Linked DNA regions of Mus musculus: regions 1, 3 and 4 are each linked to region 2. A link is a contact called in public Micro-C and promoter capture Hi-C data. All regions are on one chromosome and are shown on one strand. The core of a region is the stretch at or near the end of the contact, and the rest is flanking DNA. Distances in the headings are between cores, read along the strand shown. Region 1 holds the start of Prdm12 (PR domain containing 12). Region 2 holds the start of Ncs1 (neuronal calcium sensor 1). Region 3 holds the start of Tor1a (torsin family 1, member A (torsin A)). Region 4 overlaps Prrx2 (paired related homeobox 2).

What was found. A called contact is a pair of places that touch in the nucleus more often than the background predicts. Capture Hi-C pulls out chosen DNA fragments and counts their contacts.
Region 1: a contact with region 2 is called in a Micro-C map of embryonic stem cells, with 3 times the contacts expected there. The contact joins the promoter of Prdm12 here to the promoter of Ncs1 in region 2. A contact is called at or near these places in 2 of 39 promoter capture datasets (both in embryonic stem cells), 5 of 484 Hi-C or Micro-C datasets (all in embryonic stem cells) and 1 of 115 datasets of contacts at active chromatin or transcription factors (embryonic stem cells).
Region 3: a promoter capture Hi-C map of pancreatic islet shows a contact between it and region 2. The contact joins the promoter of Tor1a here to the promoter of Ncs1 in region 2. A contact is called at or near these places in 10 of 39 promoter capture datasets (the HPC-7 cell line, the SN4741 cell line, embryonic stem cells and 6 more), 3 of 484 Hi-C or Micro-C datasets (CD4 T cells, embryonic stem cells and pre-B cells), 4 of 115 datasets of contacts at active chromatin or transcription factors (T-cell acute lymphoblastic leukemia, embryonic stem cells, memory CD8 T cells and 1 more) and 3 of 9 other capture datasets (adipose tissue, macrophages and pancreatic islet).
Region 4: a Micro-C map of embryonic stem cells shows a contact between it and region 2, with 1.5 times the contacts expected there. The contact joins the enhancer-like site here to the promoter of Ncs1 in region 2. A contact is called at or near these places in 2 of 39 promoter capture datasets (both in liver), 1 of 484 Hi-C or Micro-C datasets (embryonic stem cells) and 1 of 9 other capture datasets (embryonic stem cells).

What each region holds. Positions count from the first base shown.
Region 1 is chr2:31,638,727-31,641,426 of GRCm38.p6, forward strand. Prdm12 (PR domain containing 12) reads left to right here and starts at 1,311. Exons shown (of 5, transcript NM_001123362.1): 1 at 1,311-1,595. The coding sequence starts at 1,373.
Region 2 is chr2:31,244,667-31,247,366 of GRCm38.p6, forward strand. Ncs1 (neuronal calcium sensor 1) reads left to right here and starts at 1,257. Exons shown (of 8, transcript NM_019681.3): 1 at 1,257-1,576. The coding sequence starts at 1,513.
Region 3 is chr2:30,966,584-30,969,283 of GRCm38.p6, forward strand. It overlaps Tor1a (torsin family 1, member A (torsin A)), which reads right to left and starts at 1,335. Exons shown (of 5, transcript NM_144884.2): 1 at 1,091-1,335; 2 at 507-772. The coding sequence starts at 1,271.
Region 4 is chr2:30,863,855-30,866,554 of GRCm38.p6, forward strand. All of the region lies in intron 1 of Prrx2 (paired related homeobox 2), which reads left to right. Among named protein-coding and RNA genes, the nearest start is that of Prrx2, 20 kb to the left of the region's middle. Within about 2 kb of position 1,412, at least 100 of the 459 cell types and tissues checked have an H3K27ac peak or open chromatin away from gene starts, as enhancers often do. A contact at or near this core is called in embryonic stem cells, where this site is marked.

The DNA.
Region 1 (2,700 bases), core at 61-2,560, 390 kb after region 2:
TCTGGTGGCTTCCTAGGTTGAAATCCCAGTAGACTGATTCCAAAGCAGGGCCCAGCAGATGGCTTTGCCCTGGGCCGTCCGCAATTTCAGAGGCATTTTGGGTGTCTGCAATTCCCATCTTGCATTGCTCTAGGGTATTCCACAGATGTGAGTATCTGATGACCTTTCAATACTCCCCACCCCAACTTAGTACTCCTAGGGCTGGTAACCTTTCTATGGTAGGTGAGATCCAGCCCCGACGGCGACTCCTCAGCAGCCCTCTGTGCTGGTGACGGAAGTTTTACACTGGCTGTGCGCAGCGAGCAGAGCTCTTGGGGAGCCCGTTTAGGACGAAGCGCCCGCTTGGGTAGCGCTGCCAGCGCAAGAGATCTGCATCTCCCAAGCTGTCCGGGTTGCCACCGCAGCTTAAGGAGTGAAGCCTCTAAAGAGCAGAGGGTGTGGGACGAAGGAGAGGTGGGGATCGGACAGAGTACTGGGCTTGGTTAAGGAGATAGGCAAAGCACCGGCAGCTCTGGGAGTGGCCCGCAGAGCTAGGAAGGTGAAGGCCTAGCTTGGGATCCACAGTGATCAAGGATCTTGCTTAGCCCGGGTGAGCATGGGGACCCGCGGGGTTTGCAGCCATACGCCCCCTCTTTCTCAGTCTAGTCCCGGGAGTAAAGGCAAGCCTCGCTGCGCAGCATCCCCTACTTCAACACCCGTCCCCCCCCACCCCCCTTCCTCGCTCCGGGCCGCGAGTTGAGCCTCCCTCCCTGCCTGGAGCTTCCCACGGGGAGAAGAGGAGGAGGGGGAGGAGGAGGAAGGCTGGGGGGAGGGAGGAGCAGAGGGAGACTATTCTGAGCGGTCCGCACGCTGCCCCCGCCCCTCGCGCTGTCGGTGAAGGCTCCTTCGAGCCTGGCCGGGTACAAGTCTGTCCTTCGACGTCAGGGGGTCATTAATAACCAATTAGGAGGGTCACTGCAGCTCCTATAAAAGAGCTGAGATTTTGCTAAGGGGAGGACGGTCCTGGCTGGGTGTATAGAAGGCTAGTGGGAAACCGAGAGTCCTTGGTCGTTGTCTCTCTACAGCCACCCGCCGCCCACCCTTCCCGCACCCCTCCTGGTATCCACCCTTGTCTCCACCCGCGGACTTCCAGCCCTCCGTGCTGCCTCTGCCATCTCTGCAGATTTTGTGAATCTCCGGTTTGGCTCCCTGTCTTCCCAGCCATCTCTTGCCACGCACTCCCCAGTGCACCCTCCTCCTGCTCCTCTTCCTCCTCCTCCCTCGTGTTGTGTCACCCTCCTCTCCTTTCATTCCTTTGACCCCTCTTCGTTGCCCACCTCTCCGGAGTCCACCTAGCCGTCCTTCGGCGCCCGCGGCGAGCCCTCCGCCGCCCATGATGGGCTCTGTGCTCCCAGCTGAGGCCCTGGTGCTCAAAACAGGGCTGAAGGCTCCGGGGTTGGCGCTGGCAGAGGTCATCACCTCCGACATCCTGCACAGTTTCTTATATGGCCGATGGCGCAACGTGCTAGGCGAACAGCTGCTGGAAGACAAGAGCCACCACGCCAGCCCAAAAACGGCCTTCACGGCCGAGGTCCTGGCGCAGTCCTTCTCAGGAGGTGAGTGTGCCGTCGGGGCTCCACTCCTTCGCTCTTCCTGGCTACCCCCAATTCTCAGGTTAGCGGCACGGGTCCAGATGGGGAACACAGGGGCTGGGGCTGCCGCTCCCAGCCAGGATGCGCTCTCCCTAATCAGCGCACCTCAGTTTTTTCGTGGGTCCAACCTGGGTTGCAACGGCCTCATGGAAGCAGAGAAGAGGCATGTAGGAATGCAGGAGGCTCAGGGACCAGATCCCAACGACCGGAGCGACTTACCTCGGTCAGCCCGGGCTCTCCTGTGTCGTCTCTCCCCACCCCATCCTCCAGCCTGGAGCTGGCGGTTTCCTGGCATTAAAAGCCTTACTGGGCGTGTAATAGCAGTTGACTCAAAAAGAAGGGGTTTTAAATTCATTTGGTTAACTTGGGCTTGACCCGCGAAAGTTCCCACTTAAACCACAAACTTTAAAAGACAGCCGGGGCCGGGAAGGGGCGGAGGGCGGGCAGGCCGGAGAGAAAAAGCCGCAGAGAGCGAGGGAGAGAAAGAGAGCGAAGAAAGTTTCTTTTCTTTAAGATGTCTCAAGTTCTTATTCCTCATTCGTCACCCCGCAAACAATATCTTTCCCCAGCGCTGGCGTCTCTGAGCGACGCCCTCTCTTCCCCTTTAAGATCGCTGTTCCTCTCTTAATTTACCGTGAAGACTAATTCCACTTCCATTCACGCTATGTCAACCATCTAATCCTGCCTTTTTGTAAGGGGAATTCCTCGGCCCCTTTTAAACAAGTCCCCTCCGCATTGAGATACAATTTACTGCTACAGCTTTCTTCCAGGGCTAATGAATTTAGAATTAGCAATTTCTTTCGAATGGAACCGAATGAATGCGATCACTTTAACAGCGTGACAAATTGCCGGCCGCTCCGCAATGGACACCGTTTAACCCCCCCTTTCAGCCGGCCGGCTCGCCGGGTATTTTCCCAGGTAGCTTAGAGGGGAACCTTGTAAGACATGGAGGCCGCCCCTGTGTGCCTCAACGCTCCCACCCCTGCCGCAGAGGCCCCACCGGGGATCCTCTCGGGGTTAGGGACCGCTGGTTCTTCCTCGCCCATTAAAACGACTTCAGAGCTCGCCT
Region 2 (2,700 bases), core at 7-2,506:
TCAGGAGGGAATGGCTTCATCTTGCCATGGTCTTTCCAGGGCTCTGGTTCCTGGCATGGGTCATTCCTCCCCTACCCGATCTATTTTCATGCCTTTCCCTGAGAACTCTTCCTCCTAATGTTGTCTAAGCCAGTTGTGAACCAGGGATCCTACTGCCTCCCCACCCACTTCCCTGTTTAGCTGGGCTGGCTCCCTGGCCTCTGCTACTAAGACTGGCTCACAGAAGTTGCCACTGGCCCTCAGGGCCTTCTGAGAGCAAGACATATTTCTGCTCCCCTCCCCCTGAGGCTCATTCTTTGGAAGAAGCAAGCGCCAATGGACTAAGAGGTCCAAGTTTTCCTGAGCTGTTAAGGAGACAGAGTTGGGCAGAAAGTCAGGAGAGGTCTCAATTACGATGACATTTTGGGAGGAGGGGAGAGCAGGCCATCCTTTTCCTGGAGTCCTTCCCCAGCTGCAGGCTTCCAGGCATGGAGCCCCACCAACAGGCTCTGCTCCCTCTGGCCACTTCAAGCAAGCCCCACAACAGAGAAGGTTTGAACTGCAAGTACTCCTGGGCACCGGGGACAGAGGCCAGGTCTTTGGGGAAAGCGGCTTGCCAGGCTGGTCTCCAGAAGCTCTGGCCCTTCTGCCTGGCCTCAGATCATTCCCAGCCTTGCCTGGAGCCCCGGGTGTAGAGGCTGCTCTCCCTCCCAGGCCAGACCCCTTCCAGGTTGATACCCCATTCCTCTCTCAATCTGAAGTCACTTCCCTCAAGGCCAGGCAAAAGTGTTCCCACCGAAACCCATGCCAGCCAGCACATCAGGATGCTCCTGGAGAGGTCTGGGATCGCGTCTGTCCTCTTGGCCGCCAGGTCCCCAGCGCCCAACACATCTAAGTGGAATGAATGAATTGCGCCGGGCAGGGATTTGGCCTCGTTCACGTCCGATTTTCCGGGCCCTCCCTGCCCACGCCGCTGCGGAGAGGGGGGAATGGATCGGCGGAGGGGGCGGTGCGGCGACCTCCCAGCGTCCCCGGAGAGCCAACAGGAGAGGGGGTGCCTCAACGCGGAGCTCGCGCCTGTCGGAGCTGGGCGGGAGGTGGCGCCGGGCGATGAGTGGCGGCTCCGAGTCCACCCCTGGCGCGCCGGTGCGGGCGGGAGGCGGGGAGCGTAGGGGCGGCGGCGGCGCAGCAGTAGCGAGCATGTGCTACGCAGCCCAGTAACCAGGGACGACCGCGGCAACCGAGCCCCGGCGGCTGCGGCTCTCAGCCCCGCGCAACTCCTCGCCGTGGCCGCTTGCACCGCCAAGGCCTGGCCCTCGCCGGGTCCCCGAGGCCCCTTGAACCGTCAGCCGCGGTCGCGCAGCACGCCGGAGCCCCGCGCACGGGACGCGCGGGCACGGCCAGACAAAGGCGCGGCCCCGGCCCGGCCCAGCCCGGCCTGCCGGCCTCCGCGCACCCCGGCCCGACCCAACCGCTCCCGCTGGGCGCCCCGAGCGGGTCCGGCCCGGGGAGCGGGGGCCGCGGCCGCCGAGCATGGGGAAATCCAACAGCAAGTTGAAGCCTGAAGTTGTGGAGGAGCTGACCAGAAAAACCTACTGTGAGTGAGCCCCGATCCCAGATCCCCGATTCCCCATCGAGCCGCGACCTTCCCTCCGCCCTTCCCGGCCGCGCCCCTGCCCCGCACCTGGCCCATTGTTCTATCCGCGCCCCCGCCCCCGGCCATGGCTGGGTGTCGCCTGTCAGCGTGCTCCAGGGACCACTCTGGGTCCTCAGGGCATCCGCAGCCCACCCGCTGCTCCCCTCCTGTCCGAAGGACCCGGGCTGTGCCGGGGCGGGGGGCAGTGGTCCCAGGAGGGGGCGCCCGGGCGTTGTGTGGCTCTCCTGCTTGGAGCAGGGTGGGTGGGTGATTCATGCTTAATGATGCTGCTGCGGCTCCTGCCTCTTGCGAGGTTGGCCTGTCGCCCCCTCCCTGGCAAGTGTGACTGTGTTGGGAGGAAGAGGGCTGGCGAGACTGGTAGAACGCTCAGGTAGTGACGGTAGAGGGCCAAGGGTCCTGGGCGCCCTCTTAGATGTCGCACGGTTGGGCTGTATTCTCCATCCCCCCTTCCCTTCTCCTGTCTCTACCGCACCAGGAAATGGGTTTACATGGCCCGAGCTGACGAGCGAAGGAAGGTCTGTCCCACTCCACGGTCCACTAGATCAGTCCCAGGCGTGGCTCTCCACTTGCCCAACTTCACAGATCTGCCTCTGCATCTTTAGTGCCTCCACACCAGGTGTCCCCCCTCCTCGCAGCCTCTCCAGGGGTGGCCCTGGAAGTGGGTCCTGGGAAGCTTTGGCTGAGCGCTCTGCATCACCCGGAAAGACAGGCAGTTAACTGACAGCTCGGTGTAGATGGAGGCTCTGGTGCAGTGCATGGTCTCTGCTCTCACCCCCACCCCCACCCCCGGTATCGGTCTTCTGAGCACGTTTGCAGGTCTTGGTCAACCTAGTGCCTTAGCCCCATGCTCCTCACTCTCCCAGACTTAGAACAAAGGGGGCTTTACTGCCTGGGCTCTCCTGGCCCCTGTCCTGAGGAGTTGGACACCTTGGAGGTCACATCCAGGAGAACTATCCTTCCCAGCCCAGGCTGCCTACTCTCTCTTTCCAGATTGGGTGGGTAGCTTTTTCTAGCTTGTTGCTGTTTGTGAGGTTAACTGGACCCTCGAAGGTGTGGCTCACAGC
Region 3 (2,700 bases), core at 85-2,584, 280 kb before region 2:
CTTTTCACAACAGGGGGCGGGGGGAGGCGACTCCTAAAGACCCTGGAGTTGTTATGTCCCCACTTCCCAGCCAAGTTGTCACCTTACCGAGTCACTTTATGAGTGTCACAGAGGCCACTCATAAAACTTTGGTGGTCTAACTGCTCTATGTATCTCAAACCCTTTGTAACTTACATATCTATCCCCCAGTGCACCCTCGCCACAGCGGGAGTTGTGGGAGTTGGGGTGGAGAGACATAATACAGAACTTCCCACATTCTGGGCAAGTGCTCTATGCCGAGCTACCCCCAGCTCTTGACAGTCCCCTTTAAAACACGGTAGCCTAGCTTCAGCTGTCATTCCTCCAAGGGATATGACCACTTCTGTGCACACCTTTTAAAGAGGAACTGACATACAGAGAGCCATGTTGTGGCTCACTCACTGACGTGGAATTCCCACATCCCACCCCACAACAGAGAAACCCCAATTCCGGGTCATCCGCGAAGGCGGTCAACTTAATGCTCTTGCCTTATACTGTGTGATGTTAGAGGCGTGGGGGAAGTGTAGCGTGGCCACAAACAGGTGTACATAGTCACTGTTCAGTCCGCCCTCGTAAATATTCTCCGCGATGATCTTGCTGGCGAAGTTTTTGCCGGTGCCCGTCCACCCGTGCAGAGAGAGGGTAAGGGGCTTCTTGGGCTTCGGGTTGCTTAGGAAACCAGACACGGCGTTTAGGATGACTTTTTTTGCAAGATGCTGTCCAAAGAGCTTGTTATCCAGATCTTTCTGCAGCGCTGAGAAAGGAAAGATCACTCTGGTCAGGAGAGAAACAAGCTGGCAAAAGGCAGCCCCATTTCCAGGACGTCAGGGCCCGCGGAGCCTGGTTTGGAGAGCGCTGAGGGACCCTGGTGCTGCGAACTCTGCCCTTCCTCGGGGTTGGCCCCAAAGCCAAGCGGAAGAGGTGCCGTGAGGCCGCCCCGGAGAGCTCCGCGCAGGGCTGACACCCTACCCCGGGCCCCGACCACTCATCTCTCAGGCCTCCGGCCAAAGTCTGGCCTGGCAGCGGCGCCATCCCCCTGCCGCAGCATCCCGGACGCCTGGTGCCCGCCTACCCTCCCGGCTGAGGCTCCGCATCTGGCCGCAGCACTCGGCGAAGAGGCAGTAGAGACGAGGGTAGGAGATATAGGTGGTGAGTACGCCGGCCAGGGCCAGACTCAGGCTGATGGGCTCCACCGCACGAACCACGCACGGCGCCAGCAGCAGCAGGGCCAGAGCGGCCCGGCCAAGCTTCATAACCGGACCCGCGCACCTTGCGCGCCCAGCGCCCGCCCAGCGCCCACCGTACCCCGCGCACCGCCCAGACTCGTATTTCCGGTTCCTGCTGGCGGGGCCGCCCTCTTTGTCCGGGGCAGGCAGTCTACCGACGCTAGTGGCTACCATCTTTGTTAAGGGCAAAGTCCCTTCTGCTTCTGAACCTTGATGTTACAGGAATAATATTGAGATTATAGGAATCAGGTGATGATGACTGCTGCCCTATCCCCATCAAGTAACAGTGTTTTAGAACCATTTTTTTTTAATGATGGGCGGAGAGATGGCTCAGCGGTTAAGAGCACTGACTGCTCTCCCAGAGGTTCTGAGTTCAATTCCCAGTAACCACATGGTAGCTCACAACCATCTGTAATGGGATCTGGTGCCCTCTTCTGGTGTGTCTGAAGACAGCGACAGTGTACTGACATACATGAAATAAATAAGTATTAAAAAAGAAATGACGCAGGCACCTGCGTGCATGTGGTGCTCATAAACTCATGTGGGCTTACACACATGCATAAATTAACATGTAAATGAATAAATTTTTAAAAATGAGAGGATAATATAGTGGGTTCCCACATGACCCCCCCCCAACGTGCGTCCCTATCATTAAATCTGACAGGTGCGGTGGGTGGTGTGCACCCTTAACCCCAACACTCTGTATGAGTTGGGGCCAGTCTACAAAGTTTCAAGCAGGTCAAAGCTGCATATTGGATCTTGTCGTTAAAACAAAACAAAACAAAACAGAACAAAACTGACATTTGAGGGCTGGGTATTGTAGCACACACCTTTAATCCCAGCACTCTGGGAAGTAGAGACAGGTGATTGTCTTGGATATCTGAGTTGGAGGCCACCCTGTCCTATACAAGGAATTCCAGGTGCAGTCAGGGCTACAGTGAGAGTCTGACATCTCAAAAAAAAAAAAAAGAGGGATCTGCATCTCATACTTGTTAAAAACCCATGACCAGTATTTTTTTTTAAAGATTTTATTTATTTATGTATGTGAGTATACTGACTTCAGACACACCAGAAGAGGGCATCAGATTTCCACTACAGATGGTTGTGAGCCACCATGTGGTTGCTGGGAATTGAACTCAGGACCTCTGGAAGAGCAGTCAGTGCTCTTAACCACTGAGCCATCTCTCCAGCCCCATGAGCAATATTATTAAATAAAGCCCATAGTTTCTTACCCAGTTTCTTCCTTAGGGAACTGTAGGAATAATGTTATTGTGCACTGTATAAGGATTATCCTTGTATTATTCACATGCTGATTGCTATGCCCTCATATATGGTTGCTATCCTTATTTTGAGAACTGCCTGTCATCAATGTTGTGTAAACATTGCTTCCTAATTATTCAGATTGGTCAATAAAGGGCTGATCAGCCAGTGACAGAACAGGAGAGAGGGAGGAAGT
Region 4 (2,700 bases), core at 162-2,661, 380 kb before region 2:
AAAGTATTTGCCGCACAAACTTGGCCACTTGAGTTCGGTCACCAGAAACCACATAAAGTGGCCTTTCTGGAGAGCCAGGATGAGGAGGTGACAGATAAGTTGATGAATGGTCCCTGATGGCCAGCTGCCCCAGCCCCAGCCTGTCTCTGTCTCTTTGTCTCTGTCTCTCTGTCTCTTAGTCTCTGTCTCTTTGTCTCTGTCTCTCTTTCACATACAGACACACACACACCCTCCATGCCCCCTCCCACTTCCACTTCTTAGAATAGTGGTCAAGAGAACGTGACTCCTGACCCGCCCATCCCCTGCAGGTGGATTAACTGAGAGTAAAACTGTCTGTACGGGTCTCAGGGCAGGGCATTAACCTCCCATGGGAGAGCACCTTCCCTCCTCACAAGTCTGCAAATTGGTTTTGTTCTACAATCCAGACTTTCTCATTCCTGGGTGAGCAAGTCTCCCAAGTGGGTTTGGGGGTGAATGAATGGGGCCGGGTTCTTCTGTTCTGCCAGTGTGCAGCTCAGAAAAAGGTGAGTGCTGGCTTTGATGTGGCCCCACCTCCTTAGAAAGCCCCTCTGTAGAAAAACTGCAGGAGCCAGAGACAAGAAGCCCTCGCAGTGTGCAAGCACATATGTGTCGTTGTGAGCAGCCAGAGGTGCCAGGACTGCCACTCAGTAGCCCGTTGTAGCTAACTGCAATCTATCACCAGATACTGGAGTGTGACAGACTGCCCCTAAAGATCATAGTCTCGTCTACAGACCAACTAGGCTCTTCCTTTGATGCCCAGAAAGGCCTTTGTAGGGCAGGGCAGCTCTCAGGCACACCAAAGAACCTGGTTGTTCTCTGGAGCTCTGCTGGCGAATGGATGGAGTTTGGTCACCCACGATCCTGGAGCATCCCACAAAACCTCACATCCTCTAGGCGCAAGGTCTAAGGGTCCCGGAGAAGGAGGGGCTGCATGACTGCTACTTTGGGGTGACAGGGTGTCTTACAGCCGAGGATGGGGTCTAGCCCAGTGCCTTCTCTGCTGTGCCATTTCTCCATAGGACCTCCCAGCCTCAGTTTCCCTTCCTGGGCCGTGGTGGGGGATGGGGATGGTGACGGTAGTACCCGGGATGCGACAGGGCAGGGCGCGCCAGGCTGTTAACGGTGTCTGGGCCGCGGGGCTGCGGCGAGGCCGGCGCCAGGGCCGCGCCTGGAACCAGATGTGGCGGCGCCGCCCTGGCCGCCCCGGCGGCTCGCACGCTCGGCCTGGCGCACACATGGCAGGCGTCTGAGGGCGCGGTCCCCGGGGTCCTGCGACCCCAGGCCGGAGTGACGAGAACAGGACTCGGGACCGGCTGAGAGAAGGGGCATCCCAAAAGCCAGCCCTCAGCCGTTCCTGCTCCTTGCGTGCTGAGGACCCTCCCGCCCCCAGAGTTTGTTTGCTTAAATCCTGCATAAGCTGTTTTAAAGCTGAGTCATCTTAGGGGCTGCCAGTTGGGAAGGGGAGGAGAAAAGGGGGTGCGGCTTTGAAACCCCGATTCTGCCATGGGCTTGTCTGTCATCCACCAGACCAGAACAAGGGATCTCATTGAGGCCTGGCCCAGCGACACACCTGCAGCCCCAACTCTGATGTCCCCATTCCAGCTTTGCGATGGTCTCTGGGCTTCCAAGTGTGACCTACTATGTCCTAGGTTGGTAGAGGAGAGAAGAAAACAATGTGGGTAAAACCCATCTCCGGGGAGGCCAGGCTAGCCCAGGTTGGCTCCTGAAGAGGTGCTTGCCTTGTTCTTAGGGGAGGGAAGTGGGTGTGGTTTGCATCCTTTCTGTTGAGTGGTTGGGAAAGAGTGGTCCAGCTCTGAGGAGACTCCAAGCTCCCTGGTTCTGATGTAGGAGAGAAAGGAGGGCTGCCTATCCCTACCCAACAAGCCAATTGCTTTTTTATTTATTTATTTATTTATTTATTTATTTATTTATTTATTTATTTGTCCACACACCAGAAGAGGGCCATTACAGATGGCTGTGAGCCACCATGTGGTTACTGGGAATTGAACTCAGGACCTCTGGAAGAGCAGTCAGTGCTCTTAACCACTGAGCCATCTCTCCAGACCAAACCAATTGCTTCTTGATGCTGTTGGGTGGAGACACCCCAGGCGTTTGCAGAGGCCAAGTAGCCAGGGCTGGGGACAGTCCAAACTCCAAGAACTCCAGCAACCCCTAAACCTCTTCCAAAACCTTAGAGGACGACTCATAAGCCCACTTCTCAGAGAAACTGAGATCCAAAGAACAGGGGTGGAGGCAGAGAGGGAACAATGGTTTAGAGATAGAATCCAATTTGTGCCTGAAGGCTCTGGGGACTAGGTGCTTAGCATCAAACTTCAGAAAATCAGTGAAGCTGGTGGACTTGCCCTGTGTATGTGCATGTGTGTGTGTGTGTGAGTGTCCATGTGTGCATGTGTGTATGTGCATGTATGTGCATGAGCATGCACATGCATGCATGTGTCTGTGTGCACATGTGTGTTTGTGCATATATGTGTGTGAACATGCACATGTATGCATGTGTGTGTTCCTGCATTTCCACTCCTTTGTGTGTGTGTTCCTGCATTTCTACTCCTTTCGCCATGAAGTATCATAGGAAGGAGGGAGCTGATCTCTGAGATGCTAAGAGATACCTAGGAGCGAGACCTCTGTGTTCCTGGCACCCTTTTCTCTGCAAATTCCAAG